Regions from separate parts of the Pan troglodytes genome. Here region 1 is linked to region 2. A link is a contact called in public HiChIP or PLAC-seq data. All regions are on one chromosome and are shown on one strand. Each heading gives the region's core, a stretch centred on a gene start, on an enhancer-like site or on the middle of the called end of the contact. The rest is flanking DNA. Distances are from core to core; before and after follow the strand shown.

Region 1 (5,118 bases), core at 1,338-3,837, 260 kb before region 2:
GGGTGACTGTGGTTTCCTCCAGAGCAGGTGGGGAGGGGGATGTGAGGGAGGGGAAAGAAAAGGTGACAAGGATGGCTGCCGGCCTTCCCATTCTGACCCACACTATCTCCTCTCTGCCACCTGCCTGATCTAGAGAACCCCATGTTCACTGAGGTCTACAGACAATGATGCCTCGCTTCCAAGCTTGCTCCAACTCTTAGGTCTCAGGAAACGGAGCCCCCAAAACAAACACACTTTCCTGTCGGGACGCCTCTCACATAGAAGGGACGAAGAACACGCAGTCACTGCCTAAATCGACCTGAGACTCCGGCACTAGCAGCCTTCCAGCAGCGTTGGCCCGAAAAGAGCTGCTGGCAGCCTAGCCTCTCCGGGAAGCGCGGCCTCCGGGCGCTCTGCCCCACCGTCCCGGGGAGCCCGCCGTGTGCTTCCTTCACAGGACTCCCAGCCCTCCCTGTTGCCACCCTACTGCTCGCGCCTGCGGCCCAGGAGTCCCCAGGCCTGCATCCGCAGCCTAGGAGCGCCCCCATTCCCCTCCGGAGCTTACATGCTGAAGGGGCGCGGCGGGACCCCCCTGCCTGCCTGCGCTCTAGGTAGGGGAAGGGGGCGCCAAGGCCAGCCCAGCAACCTGGGCGCTGGCGCCCCGCCTCGGTGCAGTGCCGGAGGCGGCGCCCACCAGGTCAAAGCAGCCGCGAACGCACTCGCTACGCTTCTCATCCCCGCTCGAGCCTCGCCTCTTGGCAAAGGCGGCGCCGGCCACACCCACGTGCCGGTTTCCCACGACCCAACCGGGAAGGAACGGAAAACCCAAGGGATCCCAGTCGGACCAGGCCCTGCTCTTCCTGGTATCCCAGCTACCTTGGCAAAGTGTGCCTGTAGACAAAGGCGCATCCCCGGTGTCGCCGGCCCTCTCCTTCCCTGGGCGGGACCCCTCCCCCGCAGGAATTAGAGGCATTACCCAGGTTACTACCCCCACCCCCAAATAGAGGCCCCCAAAATGTCCCTCAACCAGATACCCCACGTGCAATCAGGCGCTGGTGCAGGCTGTGGTCGAGGTTCTCCTGCCCAGACCTGGGGCGGGGGGCTGTGTCACCCCAAGCCGGCAGAGGCTGTGGGGTGATCCTACAGCCTGGACCGCCGCCTCCTCATGCCCTTCGCTCATCCACGGGAGCCCAGCCCAGGCAAACTAACGCGCACTCGGCTTTCAAGGGCACAAGGTTGGGGGCGCTCTCAAGTCCGGCTCCCAGGACTACGGAAGGAGAACCCCCAGTCAAGGACGCACGCTTCTCCATCAAGCCTCCGAAACTTTGAGGGGCTGCTGGTGTGCAGCGTCTCTCCCGCTGACAGGTGCGCCCCGCGGCAGGGCCACACGCGGCGGCATGGAAACTTGTGCGCCCAGCGGGGCTCCTCCTCTTGTGCCCGGCCGCCCTCCGGGCCCCTCCAGGCCGGCCAGGGGAGGGGAGCCCACTCCCCCGGACACGTGCTGCCGCGGCCCGGCTAACCCGCAGGAACGTGGGCGCCTGGTACCTTGGTGCCCGGACAGGTGCAAACCCCCGGGAGGTCGTAGAAGGTGCGGGGGAGGGGTACCCCAGCCAGCCTGGAGCCCCGCACCGGCGTCCGCCTCCTAATTCATTCACAAAACAGGAGCCGCCGGGGAGGAGGGAGGCGAGGCTGAAAGAGGAGAGGATGCAGGAAGAAAGGGAGGAGGGGTCAGTGGGGAGGGGGCTGCAGGAACGGCCGCCGGGAAGCCCGGGGCTGCCGCCGCCCCCAACCCGCCTCCCCGCGCCGGACGCGGCGCCCGCAGGGCTGGGAGCTGGCCGGGTGCGGGGGGCTCGGCGAGAGGCACCCCTGCCGCCCGGCGCTCCCCGGCCTCGGCGCAGCCCCGCGCGGCCCGCCCCTCCTGGGTGCCGGCCGGCCCGCGCTCACCGTGCCGCCGGCTGCCGCGCTCCGGAGCTCAGCAGGCCCGCGGCGGCTCCATGCCCCTCCTCCCGCTCCGCTCCGCGCCGCCGCGCGCTCCGACTGCCGCCTGCCCTGCCGAGCCGCCCTTAAGTACCCGGCGCGTGCCCGCCAGGAGAGGCGCCTCCCCCGGCCCTGGGGCCGGGAAAGTTGACCAGAGTGGGAGGGCCCCCGAGGGCGCACCCCCGACCCCGCGCGGTCCCAGGGAGCGCCACAAGCCAGCGCTCGGCGGGGACGCCTAGTCCCGGGTGGACGCGGCTCCGGCTCGCAAGACTCGCAGCCCCTGCGCCCTCTCCGAAGCTGGGTCCCCCGATTGGGGCCGAAGGCCACGCGGCTCTGCAATCGCCCTGGGACCAGCTGCCAAGGCGAGACGGTCACTGGGCTCAACCTAGAACCTGAAGCGTCGTTAACTTTCCAGATACCACGCAGGGACTTCCAAAATTGTTACTCTCCCTCCCCGCCCCCACGCCCCGCTCTCTAACCCGCAAAACCTACTCACCCTGCAAGGAAGGCGAGCTGAGAGCACTCTTCCCCGACTTCTGCACGCGAAGGGGCAGTTCGCTGTCTAGGGGGCTCCCGAAAGCCAAGGCAGCAAAACCTTCCTGCTGGCAAGAAAGAGGCGCTGAAGAGAATTGTCAAATGTAAAAAGGCTGGTCAAAGAAGGTGTTAACAATTGTGACAGCTTAGCTTTGAATTCCGCAGTGGGGCGCTGATGACTTTAAGGCGGTTTGCAAAAGCTGCAAACGGTTTTGTAGGAACCTTGGAGGTTCCGGTGTCTTAAAGCCAAAACAATTCCTCCTCTTCTTTTTCACACCTTTATTTCCGACATCCATGATCTCCTAAATTCCCAACTGACCTTATCGACAGTAGTTTTCAGGTCCCTAAAAGATAGTGCTAGACTCGAGTAAAGTGAGATGAAGTGAGTTGGGGTGCGCTGGGGTGGGGTGAGATCGAGGAGGGGGGAGAGTTGTTAGCAGAGACAAGAAGTTTAGAACCAGCTGAAGGCGATGAGTTTTTACATCTCAGGAAAACTTGAAGAGAAATTATAATTAATAACTAGTTTTTAAAAAATGAGTGGCCGGGCGCCGTGGCTCAAGCCTGTAATCTCAGCACTTTCGGCGTTACGGGCACCATGCCCGTAATCCCAGCTACTCGGGAGGCTGAGGCAGGAGAATCGCTTGAACCCCGCAGGTGGAGGTTGCAGTGAGCTGAAATCGCACCACTGCACTCCAGCTTGGGCAGCAGAGCGAGACTCCGTCTCCAAAAAAAAACAAAACAAACAAACAAAAAAAACACAAAAAACAGAGTTTACCTGTTTTCCAAATACACCTGATATAATTTCTATCACTTCTTCCCAAGCTGCAACAAATTTATAGGCACCTGAGCTGCAGTCTATAAAACTTCTCCTCTCGGAAGTTTTAGGGGCTCAGGGACTTGCCTGCCCACCATTGCTCAGTTTGGGCCACAGACCTCACACCTCAGTCCCCGCAGGCAAGCAAAGACCCCAGGCACACCTACTCCACACAATCCCATCTTACATTATTGGCCAGGCACAGTGGCTCACACCTGTAGTCCCAGCACTTTGGGAGGCTGAAGATGGAGGATCGCTTGAGGCCAGGAGTTCAAGACCAGCCTGGGCAACAAAGCGAGACTTCCCCCGTCTCTACAAAAATTAAAATTAAAAAATTAGCCAGGGCCGGGTGGAGGCTCACGCCTGTAATCCCAACGCTCTGGGAGGCCGAGGTGGGCAGATCACGAGGTCAGAAGTTAGAGACCAGCCTGGCTAATATGGTGAAACCCTATCTCTACTAAAAAATACAAAAATTAGCCAGGCATGGTGGCACGTGCCTGTAGTCCCAGCCACTGGGAAGGTTGAGGCGGAAGAATCGCTTAAACCCAGGAGACGGAGGTTGCAGTGGGCCAAGATTGTGCCACTGTACTCCAGCCTGGGCGACAGAGTGAGACTCCATCTCAAAAAATAAAAATAAAAAAAAAAAAGAAAAAGAAAAGAAAAAAAAAAAAAAAACATTAGCCAGGCATGGTGGAGTGCGCCTGTAGTCCCAGCTACTAGGGAGGCTGGGGCAGGAGAATTGCTTGAGCCCAGGAGGTCAAGGCAACAGTGAGCTATGATCGAACCACTACACTCCAGCCTGGGTAACAGAACAAGACCCTGTCTCAAAAACAAATTCCTGGACTCCAGCAAGCCCTTCCGCCTCAGCCTCCCTAGGAGCTAGTCCTATAGGCATGCTATCCAGCCCAGCTGCCAATGTGTTTTGAACTTCAGATGGCCTGAGGGGCCCTACCAGAGCCATTCCTACTTACACAAAGATGGAGAAGCCTTAGGTTGGTGGAGGGGAGGGCTCTAGAGTCTGCCAGTAAGCCCCAGTGTCTTCATCCCAGAGATGGGATTGCTAGGCGGACTGATAGGAAGTTTGAAGAGTTTGGCTGAGGGTAAGCGCTCAGCAAGTGTTAGTTAACCAGACAGCAGCATCCTTTGCCCATGCCACGGGTTCTACATGGCCATCCCTCTAGAGCACTCAGTGACAGCAAGTTCAAGGATCAGTGTTTGAATAAAAGAAAACTGCCTGGCCGGGTGTGGTGGCTCACACCTGTAATCCCAGCACTTTGGGAGGCTGAGGCGGGTGGATCACCTGAGGTCGGGAGTTTGAGACCAGCCTGGCCAACATGGTGAAACCCCGTCTCTACTAAAAATACAAAAAATTATCCGGGTGTGGTGGCAGGCGCCTGTAATCCCAGCTACCCAGGAGGCTGAGGCAGGAGAATCACTTGAACCCAGGAAGCAGAGGTTGCAGTGAGCCGAGATCGTGCCACTGCCCTCCAGCCTAGGCAACAAGAGGGCAACTCCATCTCAAAAGAAAGAAAGAAAGAAAAATGTCTTGTCTCTTTTGCATTATGAACCCCGGAGCCCTGGGCTACCTCCTGCACACCCAGAGGCATCACAGACCCCTGGAGTTGCTGCAGATGAGGATATCTCTGATCCTTCCTCCTTCCCAGATTTGCAATCTGCAACATCAGAGAAAATAAGCAGGGGCTTGGCAAGGGCAAAAATGAGTGCATCAGCCTGGTGGAGAGCAAACGCTCCGTTTAGAGGCTCATCTCCCTGTGCAGGGAGGGCCTCATGTGGCCAGGTGCTCTGTTGTCAAG
Region 2 (5,037 bases), core at 185-2,684:
CAAGTGACCTCTCGATTAGCAACTTAAAATTCTATTTTGCAGTCTGACTCTTAATTGAGACAATGTAGCATATTTACCATACTTTTAGTGGAAATAACCTAAATTCAAATTCTGCCACTTACTAGTCTGACATTAGGCAATTTCCAATGTACCTGAACCTTGGTCCTTCATCCGTAAAAATTGAATACAAGTAGTACCGATCCCAGGGGATCGTAATGAGGATTAAATGATGTGTATGTAAACAGCCTACTATGGGGACTGATACTTAGTAGGCACTCATTTACTAATATTAGTAACTTGTGTTCACTTCCCGCTGGTGTGGTGTAATGTTTGCAGAAGTTTTCGCAGTTTTGAGTATAAAATCTGAGACTGGGAGGTGATCCCCTTTGGCCTTTCATGTGCCCTTGCTAATTCTACAGATCCCTTCCCATCCCTTCCCCCAAATATACACCCCAGTGATAAGTAGAGCTCTATCTTCCACGTCCTTTCCAAAAGCTCCAGATAACATCAGAGCCCCTATACTGAACAATTTGTCTGATTCTGAGAAGGGGGTTCAGTAGATCTCGGGCCTAGGTCCGTGTTCTGCCCCTAATTTGACCACGTGATCTTGGACAGGTTACTTAATTTCTTCAGTGAGCCTTGGGTGTCCTCAGTCGCAAAAGGAGTAGCAGCTTCAACCACTCCCAATGTCCCTTCAGATTTTAGACTGGGAAGAAACTGTCCACGCACCACAAAGATTAAAAGCGCCTGGAAACCCCTAAATACTCTCCCCAAACCCATTTCAAACGTCACTGCTTCCGATGTCTGGACTTCTTGGCATTTCGTACAAATCTCAAGGGTCCATGCTGGCCCCTGCGCCCTCACGCGGCTAGGACCTCACATTTCTACGTCGCCGGCGCCCTACCCTCTCTGGAGCTGGGTCCATATCCCCTTCCCAAGAGCGCTGCAGTAAGCACTGAATGAAATAACGGCCCCGCCTGACAGAGCCCAGCACAAGGCAAATGCTCAAGAGATGTTGGCTAATATCAGCAGTCAAGGGATCCCGCGCCCTCCTTGAGCCTCGGTTTCCTCAAGAACGTAATGAGGACGGGCACAGACAATGCTCAAAGCCCCCAGCAGCGGGCGGAGGGTCCCGAGGCGGGCCTAAGGGGCGCACGCTGCGGAAGGCAGGGCAGCCCCGGAAGCCGGGCGGCCCTGAGAGTCCCGGGTCCAGCCCGGCGCGGAGATGCGTCCTCTCACCTCCCGGGCTCAGCAGCAGCTTCAATGCCTCCAAAATCCGATCCAGACCGCATGTCTCCTGAGCCCCGCTGCCCACGGCCTGTCCTGGGGCCGCCATGACTGGAGTGTAACACCACGCTCGCGACCCGCTCAGGCGCCTCGGCAGGGCGCCGCCGCCGCCATGTTAAGTGTGGCAGAAAGCGCTGGGCACACTATGGGGCGGGGCCTGCAGGGTGGGGCGGGGCCAAATCGATCGGGAACGCCCCCTTCACATTTTTTTTCCGTCCCGGCTTAGTCCGGGGGGTAAGAGGGAACCCAAAAATGGCTAATCTGCCCACACGCACAATTTCAGAAGCTCAATATGATTAACCGCTATGTAAAGAAGGAAGAGAGAAGTAATGTATCATTAAATCTATATTTCAATATGAAAATACTCAGGTACTCAACACTGGCAGACATAATGAAGCAGACAGATGCTTCCATCTGCTTACAGTGAAGTATGGATAAGAAAAACAATATTCAGGCTGGGCGCGGTGGCTCACACCTGTAATCGCAGCACTCTGGGAGGCCGAGGCGGGCAGATCACAAGGTCAGGAATTTGAGACCAACCTGTCCGATATGGTGAAACCCCGTCTCTACTAAACATACAAAAATTAGCCAGGCGTGGTGGCGGGCGCCTGTAGTCCCAGCTACCCGGGAGGCTGAGGCAGGAGAATCGCTCGAAGCTGGGAGGCGGAGGTTGCAGTGAGCCGAGATCACACCACTGCACTCCAGCCTGGGCGACAGAGCGAGACTCCATCTCAAAACAAACAAACAAACAAAACCTAAGTACAGACGTACACACGCATATATATCCATCGTGAATGTAAAGCCACAAATGTTGTTATGGGTAATATGATTTTTTTTTTTTTAGTGAACTTAGTAAAGTTCCCAGTAAAAGTTCGATCTTTGTTCTGTTTTCATGGTTGATGCATTCCTTGAAAATTCAGTGTCTATCAAAACCATGCCCTCCGCCAAACTGTTTTTATATGTAAAACAGAATGGATTTGAGATTCAGATAATCGGAAACAGGTTTTCGCCTACATAAATCCTGGTGGGACGTTGAAAAACCATGTTGTCTGAAAGTCATGCTGCAGACACAGGACAATGTTTTTGAGGGCAGGACCTTTATTTTTATTTTATTTTTTGAGATGGGGTCTCGCTCTGTCGCCTAGGCTGGAGTTCAGTGGCGTGATCTCGGCTCACTGCAACCTCTGCCTCCCAGGCTGAAACAATTATCTGGCCTCAGCCCCCCGAGTAGCTGGGATTACTGGAGTGCCCCAGCATGCCCGGCTAATTTTTGTATTTTTTGTGGAGACAAGGTTTCGCCCTCTTGGCTAGGCTGGTCTTGAGCTCCTCACCTCAAGTGACCTGCCCACCTGGGCCTCCCAAAGTGCTGGGATTACAGGCGTGAGCCACCGCGCCCAGCCCAAAGGACAAACTTCTTAATGATCCGGTCCTTGGGCGAGAATAAGCTGCGCATAGCTATTACCCTTTTTGGCATGACTCTTGTTTCTTCTTTTCTTTGTCATTTTGGAATGCAGGACCTGAGAGGGAAAAACGCTAAAAATTTTTTTTTAGAGATGGAGTCTCTATGTTGCCCTGACTTGTCTCAAACTCCTGGCCTCAAGTGATCCTCCTGCCTCAGCCTTCCGAATAAAATCTTGTGCGTGTGTGTGTGAGACAGAATCTCACTGTCACCCGGGCTGAAGTGCAGTGGTGTGATCTTGGCTCACTCCAACTTCTGCCTCCCCTGCTCAAGTGATCCTCCCGCCTCAGCCTCCCAAGTAGCTGGGACTACAGATGCATGCCACCACACCCGGCTAATTTTTGTAGAGATGGCGTTTCACCACGTCACCCAGGCTGGTCTCAAACTCCTGGGCTCAAGCAATTTGCCCACTTCGACCTTCCAAAATACTGAAATTGCAGGCGTGAGCCACTGGTTCTGGCCTTAAAAATATTTTTGAATGGGAAATAAATCACCTACAAAATTGCCACTGTGCTCTTTTTATTTTGTGTATTCCTTTCCAGGTTTTGTCATTAGACAATGTTTTCTCCATTGTGTATGGGCACAGGTTCATTTGGGAAATAAAAAATTTTAAGAGTATTTTGAGATGTTAAACATTTAGTGAGAGGGGGGTAAAGCATTGTGTGGGAAAGGCTTGAGGGGTTTGGTGCAAAAATACAAGTAGAGGCCCTCACGCCACCAGTCTAAATATTTCAGTGTTAGAAATCAAGCAAAGAGACTGGTAAATAAAATATTTTCTATCCTCCTACCTTGAAAATTCTATCAAGTTTGAATTCAAAATTCTCAGACTGTCTCAGAGCTCCACAATGGAGACCTCTGGTCTGACCCATTTTTCTTCTCACCAGCATCTCCATCCTGCACCATGAAGGCTGGGCACTTAGACATGTGGGCACCCACAGCCCTGCACATTCAGGTTCTGTCCACACCCCACACCCCATCCCTTCCACAGAGCAGCTACCATTTGGCCCCTCTGGGTCTAGAACTGCAGATGGGGGCCGGGCGCGGTGGCTCACACCTGTAATCCCAGCACTTTGGGAGGCCGAGGTGGGTAGATCACAAGGTCAAGAGATTGAGACCATCCTGGCCGACATGGTGAAACCCCATCTCTACTAAAAATACAAAAATTCACTGGGCATAGTGATGTATGCCTGTAGTCCCAGCTACTCGGGAGGATGAGGCAGGAGAATCTCTTGAACCTGGGAGGCGGAGGTTGCAGTGAACCGAGGTCGCGTCACTACACTCCAGCCTGGTGACAAAAGGAGACTTTGTCTCAAAAAAATAAAAAACAAAACAAAACTTCAGACGGGGAGCACAGTGCGCCATCCAGAGGGCAGACCCAGGGAAGAGTTCTGCAAAGCCCTAGAAGAAGGCCTGGGATGGTTGGGCAGAAAATTCCAGGGCCTCAGAATCCAGAGTGTGGGCCGGGTGTGGTGGTTTATGCCTGTAATCCCAGCACTTTGGGAGGCTGAGGTGGGAGGATTTCTTTTGCCCAGGAGTTTGACACCAGGCTGGGCAACATAGGGAGACCCTGTCTCTATAACATAAATACAAAAATTAGCCAGGTCAGGAGTTCGAGACCAGCCTGACCAACATGGTGAAACCCCATCTCTACTAAAGATACAAAAATTAGCCAGGCGTGGCGGTGCACACCTGTAATCCTAGCTGCTCAGGAGGCTGAGGCAGGAGAATCGCTTGAACCCAGGAGTGAGCCAAGATCGCGCCACAGCACTCCAGCCTGGGTGACAGAGTGAGACTCTGTCTCAAAAAACAAACAAAAAAAGAACATGGAGTGTGGTCTTGGAGGAGGGTGAGGATTTGGAGATTTGGATGGGCAAGTCCCCCAGGCCTGGCAGATTTCTTGCCCAGGGTGGGGGGCATGGTGGAGGTGGCCAGATGGAGCTTCTCAAGCATGGGCCCAGGGCCAGGAGACTACCAGGCCTAAGTCTAAGGGCAGTACTGGTGTGGGATTTACAAAAGATTATTACAGGATATTCAGAGCTGAGAATCCTTTATCCCAAAGTATTACAAGACCTAGACATCTCTTCTGTTTTTATCTCTTAGGCTCTGTGGGCTGAGCCAACACAAATTGTCATGCATAATTTCAAAAGCAATGTCATAAGACCCCATAAAAATTCTTGCAGCAAAGTAATATATCCCATGTGGAACACTGGGTGTATTTTAATATGTGTGATAGGATGTTGGAGGAGTGCCTGGGTCCACGAGGCTGTAGTGTAAATTGGCCCTTGTCTAAA

The links. HiChIP or PLAC-seq counts read pairs in DNA pulled down with a chosen protein or histone mark.
Region 1: a contact with region 2 is called in an H3K4me3 HiChIP or PLAC-seq map of stem cell-derived excitatory neurons, with 6 times the contacts expected there. The contact joins the promoter of HAS3 here to the promoter of TANGO6 in region 2. A contact is called at or near these places in 1 of 1 datasets of contacts at active chromatin or transcription factors (stem cell-derived excitatory neurons) and 1 of 1 other capture datasets (stem cell-derived neural stem cells).

Annotation. Positions count from the first base shown.
Region 1 is chr18:67,144,694-67,149,811 of NHGRI_mPanTro3-v2.0_pri, reverse strand. It overlaps HAS3 (hyaluronan synthase 3), which reads right to left and starts at 2,587. Exons shown (of 4, transcript XM_001168498.7): 1 at 2,453-2,587.
Region 2 is chr18:66,880,326-66,885,362 of NHGRI_mPanTro3-v2.0_pri, reverse strand. TANGO6 (transport and golgi organization 6 homolog) reads right to left here and starts at 1,434. Exons shown (of 18, transcript XM_511059.9): 1 at 1,240-1,434. The coding sequence starts at 1,336.